Linked DNA regions of Sus scrofa: region 2 is linked to region 1. A link is a contact called in public HiChIP or PLAC-seq data. All regions are on one chromosome and are shown on one strand. Each heading gives the region's core, a stretch centred on a gene start, on an enhancer-like site or on the middle of the called end of the contact. The rest is flanking DNA. Distances are from core to core; before and after follow the strand shown. Region 1 holds the start of PICALM (phosphatidylinositol binding clathrin assembly protein). Region 2 holds the start of LOC106504840.

Region 1 (4,367 bases), core at 1,093-3,592:
ATGTGAGATTATCCATACCAAACCTAATCCCAGTTGTTATCTGCAGTAGCTTCCACAAGAGAAAAGACTAACATTTATAGAACCACAAGGAAGTATCACTTTGCTAAACTTACCCAGCCTATTTTCCACAACGTGTTAAAAGAACTGCAACATTTGAAATAAAACAAAAACTTTGTAAAGGACTTTTAAAAGCAAAATCTATTGTTATAATTTATCATTTTGAAGTGAGAGAAGAGGATAACAGTCATAAGTAGGTTTTGTCACCCACCCCTCAGCATCAGGAATAAACAAAAACCCAACTAACAAAAGAATTAACAGTGTTAGGGCAAACCACAGACTGGGTAGAGAAAGCCAAGCAGTCATTTGAAGAGAAGTAAACAGAAATGTTTACTCCAAATATCAGATAATCCAAAAAGCACTTCAGGCTTTACAATGCATTTTAAATAATTTTCCATTCATAAGAGTGTTACTGAATTATCTAAAACAATCAAGGATTGATGGTTAATAAGCAGCCTGCCTCATCCACATATCAGAGAGAAGAACCAAATAGTAATGATGTTTTTTTAAACTTTTCCACAAGGAAGGAACAAGTCACAATGAATAATGGGTTTGTCTGTACCAATAACTTGTTCTAACAGTACTTCACGAGCAAAGTATCTTGGAAGAATTCACATTTTGTACACTTTTTTTTAAGCGCAAACCTTACTGCCAAAGTCCAAACGAGAAATCAAAACAGGACTCTCTCATCAGTGAATTCCCTTTCAGAACATGCTCACTCTTGCTTCAAATAGTAAAGCAAAGTAACGTTCATGTAGAATGAAAGGACGTGTCCAACAGCCATTTTTTTAAAAAGAACTTATTATTATGCCTTTTTCTCTATGTTTCCTTGAAAAGTTTCAGATCAAAACTCCACTAAGTCAAAGCTTGAGTAATCACTGATCTTTGTACCTTGAGGTAAAGGAGTGTTATGAAAAAGGAGGATATTACAGGTGGCTTCCAGGTTTGGAAAAAGTTGGGAGGAGTTAGCTCTACTAATGGTATATACAAGTTAGTGAATGGTGTAATACCATGCCGTGTAAGAAAAGCTAGTCCTCCAAAAGATAACCAGCATAAATTAAAACGGAGTCCAAACTCAAGCCTCACCAAGTATCTTTTCACCAGTTTTTAAAAAGATGTACGTTATCTGTAGGTCAGATTATTAAAATAGTAGACTATCATAAATGCCAATAGTCTACTCTTCCGCTCAAGTTTCTACATTCAAACCGTCAGGTTTAACAGCTCTAGGAGATGACAGCAAAAATCAGCAAACCCTTTTCCATATACCCATTAGAAAGAAAGGGGGCGAGGGAGGTGCCTGACACAACTTATCCTAGTCAAAAGCATGGAAAACACAAAGATTAAATTCCACTAGAGGTGACTTAAAAATGCCAACGTTCCACAAAGCTTTTCCTACCCCAACGGAATCCCTTTACATCCACCCCCCCTTGAAGAAAAGTGGTCTGGGATAAAAGTCGGGCATTGACCATGATATTTCAAATGGGACGACGGAACCTAACGGAAGCTACAGAGGCAAAGAAAGGTAACCCAAGGCGGGGGGGGGGGGGGGAGGGAGGTGGATGAGAAACCCGGGAAGGACAGGGACAGAGGCGGATAGTGGGAATCGCTTCAAAGGAGGCAGCCCTCAGAGCGGCAGAGAAACTGGGATCCGGGTCCACCGAACCCGGCGTTCACGGAAACCCGAAGGCGGCTCGTAGGGAAACAATAGGGCGGTGAGACGGAGAGCAAGCGGGGAGACGCACGGGAGAGGGCGGCTAGGCAGCACCGGACGGGTGGGATGAAAGAGCAGAAGGCTGCAGGAGAGAGATAGAGGCCGGGAGGTGGGGAGCCAGAGGGAGAGGCAAGTTGGTCGGTGGTGAGAGGGTATCGCGGCGCACCGGGCAGGGAAGCGAGGGTCCCCGAGGAACCCGGAGGGGAGTGGCTTGTCAGGGATTCTTAGACAGGGAACGGAAGCCGTGAAGGCAGGTGTGATGGAAGCAAAAAGAACACAGCTCGGACGCGCACAGGACCCGCCGAGCCGGATGAGACGCAGGGAGGTGAGAGGCAGCTGAAGAAGAAAAGAGATGAGAAGAAAGACAGACGCGGGTCGCGGGGGGCCGTGGTCGGCTTCACTCACAGTCCAGGTGCTTTTTCTTGGGCCCCATGATCTCGTGGGTCGTGGCCTTGCATACTGTCTTGGATACGGCAGAGCCGGTGACACTGTGCTGGGCGGCGGTGATTCGGTCCGTCAAGCTCTGGCCGGACATCTCTGCGGCTCCTCCGCCACCCCTCCCGCTCGGCAGCCGGCGGGGACTGGGACCCCCAAGCGCCGGAGGACCCCCACCCCCCCACCGCACCCCCTACCCCCACCGGCTCCTTCTCCGCCTGCCGGCCTGGGGCGGGGCTCAGGGCCGCTTGCTGCCACCCAGCCAGGCAAGAACCGGCTCTTGTCACCCGCGGGGTCAGGCACGGTGTCGGGCACTCCCCTGCCCCCGCCTCAGCTCAGCCCACCCCTTCCCTGGTCAGCTGGAGCCGGGCAGGGCAAGAGGGACAGGCAGCTGCAGGAAAATGGCGGCGCCAGGCTCCTCCTCGGAGCTTTCCGGGCTGCCCGGGTCACGTGACTCGGGCGCCGCCCCGCCTTCTCCTTCTCCCGCCCCTTTTCCCTTCTCTTTCCTCTTCGACGCCCGCCCTCCCTCGCTCGGCGAGGGAAGAGCGGGGCGGCGCCCGCGCGTTACGTGATGGAACCCGCCCGGCGGGCGCAACAGGAGGCCCTCCCGGGCGGAGTGCGGCGGCCCGCCGCGTCACGTGACGTTCCCTGCCAACAGGTCGCCCGAGGCCGGTCTCGCGGGGGTCACAGAGGGGGGCGGGGCGACGCGGGGGAGGGGCGGCGAGTCCGGCGCGCTGGGGAGGCACGTATGGCTTCTTCCCGCTCCCATCCCAAGGGTATCCTAGTGTCTGCGGTTGGAACCAACGTCTTGACAAAGAGGAGATGCAGCTGACTTCGCAGCTCCCGCTGAGGAAAGGGGTGTCAGAGCTCCCCGGGCGTTCCTAGCGGGATCCAGAATGTGTTTAGGGATGCCCCCAAAGCCAGCCTCCAGGCTTGAAGGAGAAGGTCTCCGCTGGCCCACTCTCAGAACCTGCCACCAGGCCTCTCCCTGCTGTGGATATCGAAGCTGTCCCTGCTTATTTACCCCCAGAAGGGTTGGGCTTTTTCCCCTTTTTCTTGAGAGGTTTGGCATTGTCACCTGTATTTGTTTATCCCTTCTCTGAAAACTGCCAGTCTAAATTTGGATACCAGTGAGCCAGTATTGTTCCTCTAGGGTGTCAAATAGGACAGGAAACACATAGCTGCACTGGAATTTGAAAAGGGAAGTAGTAGGATGATGTCAACAAAGATTAGCTTGACCCTACAAGGCTGACTGCTGTGGTGATTAAAGGTTCAGACCATAGAAGGAAGTGAGAGGGTGGTAAATGGAGAAGTCCCTTTCAGAGAACCCAGACATCACTACCTGCCATCTCCCCTGGTTTGGTCTTTGTTCTCTTTGGCCTCTTTTTTCTCCGTGTAAACCAGATTTCCAGTGAAAGAAGACACTGACCCTGTCCTGTGGGCATTTTAGAGGAATCGTTATATCCTGTGGCTCTGTTCAAGAAGATCCAGATCTATTAACAAAGTCTTTTTAAATGTTATTAGGGCCCCACTTTCAACACAAGTTTAAAGATAAATTTTTAAGTCTCCATGAATATTAAATTACCGTAATAGTCCTATGTACTCTTGCTAGTTTTGAATGAAATGCTAACATACTCAGTCTGTGTACACCATCTGCCAGCCAGTCCAAAACACTGTGCTTCAATCTGGTGACTCTCAAAAGATGCAAAGCTAATAGATAGTTAACATTTTATGTAGCATCGTGAATTTTGTGGTCTCCTCCCATTCCCTTTACCCCCCTTTTTTTTTTCACTATGGCTGATGAAATTCTGCAGCAACATGTTTTTGCCAAGGACATAAAGTGCTTAAACCAGCAGGCTTCATCTTTGTCAAGTCAGCCCCAAATTTCTGAAAACTGTAATGACTTCCTTCAGTGCATCTGCAATCCATCTGTGGTTTGGTGCCCAGTTTGCTGCCCTTTGTCTATTGGGCAGTGGAGTTATCCAATTCTCAAGACATCTTGTCAGCCATACTTGCTGTGCTTCTATGAGTTCCACTTAATAAGTTACAGGTTGGCCTGAGCTTCACTGCTAAAACTCTCTAAGGTCCCCAGGACCATGGCATCTAGCTATCATCACTAGCTACATATTTCATCCTTAGGGAAAATGTAAAAGTTATTCCTAAA
Region 2 (4,367 bases), core at 725-3,224, 770 kb after region 1:
GCCAGGTTTCCTCAATGAATAATAATGAAGCACAATAGGAAAATACAAATGTTCAGTCCCTGAAACTGCAATAGCAGCAGGGGAGAGTCCAGTTGCTGTCCTCAATTCCTCCAGCATTGATAAACAGTCTGCTTGGCTCCTTACAGATGTTGTCTATGAAGTCTAGGGTTACAAGTAACTATTTTCCAGCATGTAAAGGGATCCAGTCCTGTCCTTCAGAACAGCTTGGCTGCTCCCCAGGATACATGTAATTAAAAATATATATCCCTGCAAAAGCTCTTTCGCCAACAAAATTGCCACTGATGTCAGGATATGTGCTGTTTCCAAACTGAGAGCTGGAGAATCATTTTCTTAATCTTTCAGAACCTAGTTCTAAAGTCCTGAAACTTCCACAGGGACATTTCACCAGCAACAGGTCTAATCCCAACCATCTTTCTGAAACCACAGTCCAACTTTTCAAATGACCTATGTAAAATCCCTGCACCTAGTCAGTCAGCTGCCTGCCCGTTTCTTATCTCTCAGGAGTTACAGCCAGAACCGCAGATTTCTGAAGCTTTTAGCTACCCTCTGGTTTCCCCCAACTTCTCTCTTTTCTAAATTTCTAAAAAAATCATTCATAGCCTCACCAACCAAAATACAGCTAGTGTTAACATTTAAAGAAATTCCTTTTCAGTTCTTTTTTTTTTTCTTAATAAACTGGTTATTTTTGTAAGATTATAATCGCCTTGTATATGAAAATTCACTTACTATGATAGGATTGCATTGTTCTATACTATTACATAACCTTTAAAATTTTTAATGACTGCAAAAAAAAAAAAAAAAAACCCAAACCAAAAAACACCACCAAAACTTCCAATACATAGACTGCTTTCTGAAGCTTGACTGTACCATCACCTTTTCCCCAAGTGATGTCTTCTCCCTCTCCAAGTACTAAACCTGCCCTTAACCCTGAGGATAAGAAGGAACTCAACCACCGCAACCATTCCTTCCTGCACGACCTCTAAAATCCCGCAGGACAACACGAGGGGCCATATTCTACAGAAATAGTCATTAAATAACACACCCAAGAAATATGGGGGAGAAGGGAGGTCAGTGAGGAGAAGTTGCCCCGTCTCCTTATCTCTCCTTCCAAGTCTTAGCTGCAGCTGGCTGCCCTGCCGGGGACTCGCCCACCGAGCAGCGGCGGCCAGAACCCTTGGCAAAGATAACTTCAGCTCCACTGGGGATAGGGGCTTGGCCAGACACGGGTGGGCAGGGGAGAAAAACGGAAGGGCGGGGTGTAAGAGTGGGTTCTTTCGCAGGCCAGATGACTTACACAACGTTTTGGCTTCCAGTCCCTGAGAAGGGACAGAAAAGTGGGGGTGGGGATGGAAATCACTTTTCCAGGATAGTCCTACCCTTCAGCCTAGGAAGAGGACAGGGGGCTCGACCTGGCAAGAACTCCACGGAGTTAGTTTGCGGCGTCCCTGCCCGAAGGGTCCCGCCCGGGGTGGGGGTAGGGGCGCCCACCTGCAGCTGGCTGGAGCAGCCGTACTGGATGAGCGGCGTGAAAGTTGTCAGCTGCAGCTCGGCGTCCGTCTGCAGCTCGTGCCCCACCAGGTTGGGCATCTTGGTCACGTTGTAGCCCAGGTTCTGGCACATGGAGATGCGGATGGGGTCGCAGCGCCGCTCCTCCTCGTCCCCGAAGCCCCGTGCTGGCCCCAGGAGCACAGCAGCAGCAGCAGCAGCCGCAGACTGAGACCGACGCCCCCGGGCTCCCCCAGGACGCGCGGCCCTGTGCCCCGCCAGGCCATGGCCAGAGCCGGGGGCAGCGGCGGCGGGGGCTGCTTCAGCAGACACCCCCAGTTTGCACCGGGGCGCCGGCTGCCCGCGCTGCTCCCAGCTCCGGGAAAGGGAGAGTGATAAGGCGCCAAGGGCGACGAGGGGGCAGCGGCCGGCTCTCGCAGCTGCGCGCGACTGTGCGGGGTATTAGACACCTCGCGCCGGGGCCAAAGGACAGACTGCGAGGGTCATGGCTACAGAAGGCGAGCCCTCAAACCCAGTGCGGGCCGCGTCCGCTCTGCGTCTGCAAAGCCCGCCAGCACCCAGCGCCGCGCCGCTCTCTCCGCTGAAGCCCTCCGCGGCGCTGGAGGTTCGCTGGGCGGCGGCGGGGCGGGACGGACAGCGCGTATCTCCAATGGCCGAGCGCCGTGGCCAGCGAGGGGCGGGGCCCTGCCCCGGCAGGGTCAGGCCCCCGCCCGCCACCTCCCCCCACTCCATGGTCCCTCCCTCCCGCCCCGAAGCGCCCCGCCCCGCTTCCCGGCTCGCTTTCCTCCCACCCTGTTCGCGACGCTCCGGGGCCAGGCCGGGATGGAGCCGAGGCGCTCCGGCCGGGCCAGCCTGCCCCCACTCTTCCAGGTGAGAAGTGCTCCCAGATCAGTCGGCTCCTTTTCCTTTCTGTCTTCCAGCTGTCACCTCGGCCCGTGGCCGCCTTCCCATCAGGCAGCGAAACGTACACAAAGGACACGGGGTTTGGATTTGCAAAGATTAGGGCTTTAAATCCTGGCTGTGTGACCTTGAGCAAATTGCTCAGCCTCTCGGCGTCGGTCTCCTCATCCGTAAAGAGACTTGGGAGGATTAGAGATAATGCGTAAAACGCTTAGCACGGTGCCTGGTACAGCGCGACCTCTCAGCTATTTTCACTCGGAACTTGCTAGGGTTGGAGCCCGGCCCCCTCTCCCCGCCCCCAGCCTCGGCCCGACCTGCACCCCGGAGCTGCCGGGCTCCAGCCGCGAGTGTGGGAGGCGCCCCAGAGCAGCCGACCAGTCGACCAGCCGACGGTCTCGCGCTCCGATTTCCTCACCGTACGAAATGAAATTCCACAGGGGGATTCGAAAGGAAATGAGACCGGGACGCTCCGTGCTTCTCGGCCCGCCGCCCTTCCTGTCTCGGGGACACGGGTTTCTAAATAAGGTTGGGAGGGTGAGAGGGCGGGAGGGGAGAGGTTTGACCTACGCACGCGGGAGGGGGGGGGCTGAAAAGGCGCCCAACCACCAGGGCTCCCCTCCCCCAGCTTCCCGGACATCTCTCCTCTGCAGCCTGCATCTCTTTCTAACTTATTCTGCTTCTGCCAGGGTCCTGGGGATCATGTGAGCCGTGTTTGGACCCAACTTTCCCCTCTTACTCTCAGCCCTCCTTGGACGGTGCTTTGTGCTGCCCACACTCTCCACTTTGCAGTTGGGCCAGTGAAACCCTAAGCAGGTGAATTCCTAAACCATTTACTCCTGGCAGAACTGTGGTCAAGGCACTGTCCTCTCTGAGCCTCAAACCGGCCATCTGTAAAATAAGGAAGTTCATATCTATGACACACAATTGCTTTTGGAGTTAAATGAGATAAAGCGTGTAAATCCTTTATCACACTGACTGGCACATAGTTAGTGCCAAATAACTTGGTTATTGTTCTTGTCGTGGGACAGCCTCCTGCCTTCCAGTCTGGTACCAAAGACCACTCCTGCAGCCCAGGTCTGAGCTGAGGATCTGGATTAAGAGCTTTCTACTCTCTTCCTGAGATTTTTTCTTTTTTTTTTTTTTTTCTTTTGTCCAACACACCGTTTTCCAGGGGCTTCATGACAAGGATCAAGTTTTTGTGTGTTTATATCTTCCCATTTCAGCCAAGTCTGGCATATGGCAGAGGCTGGATGGAAGTTAGAAGGACCTCTGTACAACTCATATGGAGCTCAAATTATGTCTTGTAGTTTTAATTTTATTTTATATTATACCAACTGGACCTGGCTGAGGGCAAGAATCGAATCAACTTTTTTTCATATTTGGCTCTGTGCCTGTTACAGTTTTGGGCCCATATAGGCTGCATTGTCTCCAGTCATCATTATAACCTTCCAGGGAAGGAGACTCTCTTATCCCCTTAAAGAAATGAAGAAACCGAGGCTAGAACCAATGCGATTGTTAGGAAACGAAAGACCAACCAAACAGAGGCCCAAAGGAGACTGACCTTTCAGAAAGAGAGGGCAGGATTATTTTCCCAGTAAATCCAGCTGGAGATCTTTATACTGAGCAGTAGGGTTGAATCTTCTGTATGTCTGTGCAGAGTAATGCATGAAACTGAGCCCATTGGCCTACAGAGATGAGTAAGTGACTAGATGAATGAAAGGAACTCACAGGAGGAGACAAAGAACAGACAGACAACTGTCACTGGATGTGATAAGTGCACACAGAGAGATATGTAGGTAAATTGTGGTAGAGGCAGCTAAGTTTGGAGGGCTACTCAAAGGGGGATGACCAGCAGAACTCTGAGCTTCTTGACAAAGCAGACCTGTGTGCAGTTGGTACTTCTACACCAGAGTACTTGCAGGGAGGGGAGGGGGCATAGC

What was found. HiChIP or PLAC-seq counts read pairs in DNA pulled down with a chosen protein or histone mark.
Region 2: an H3K27ac HiChIP or PLAC-seq map of skeletal muscle shows a contact between it and region 1. The contact joins the promoter of LOC106504840 here to the promoter of PICALM in region 1. A contact is called at or near these places in 2 of 2 datasets of contacts at active chromatin or transcription factors (alveolar macrophages and skeletal muscle).

The regions. Positions count from the first base shown.
Region 1 is chr9:19,944,572-19,948,938 of Sscrofa11.1, forward strand. It overlaps PICALM (phosphatidylinositol binding clathrin assembly protein), which reads right to left and starts at 2,343. Exons shown (of 21, transcript NM_001246270.1): 1 at 2,174-2,343. The coding sequence starts at 2,303.
Region 2 is chr9:20,719,668-20,724,034 of Sscrofa11.1, forward strand. LOC106504840 reads left to right here and starts at 1,975. Exons shown (of 3, transcript XM_013979237.2): 1 at 1,975-2,397. The coding sequence starts at 2,012. It overlaps FZD4 (frizzled-4), which reads right to left and starts at 1,793. Exons shown (of 3, transcript XM_005667210.3): 1 at 1,712-1,793; 2 at 1,510-1,709. The coding sequence starts at 1,793.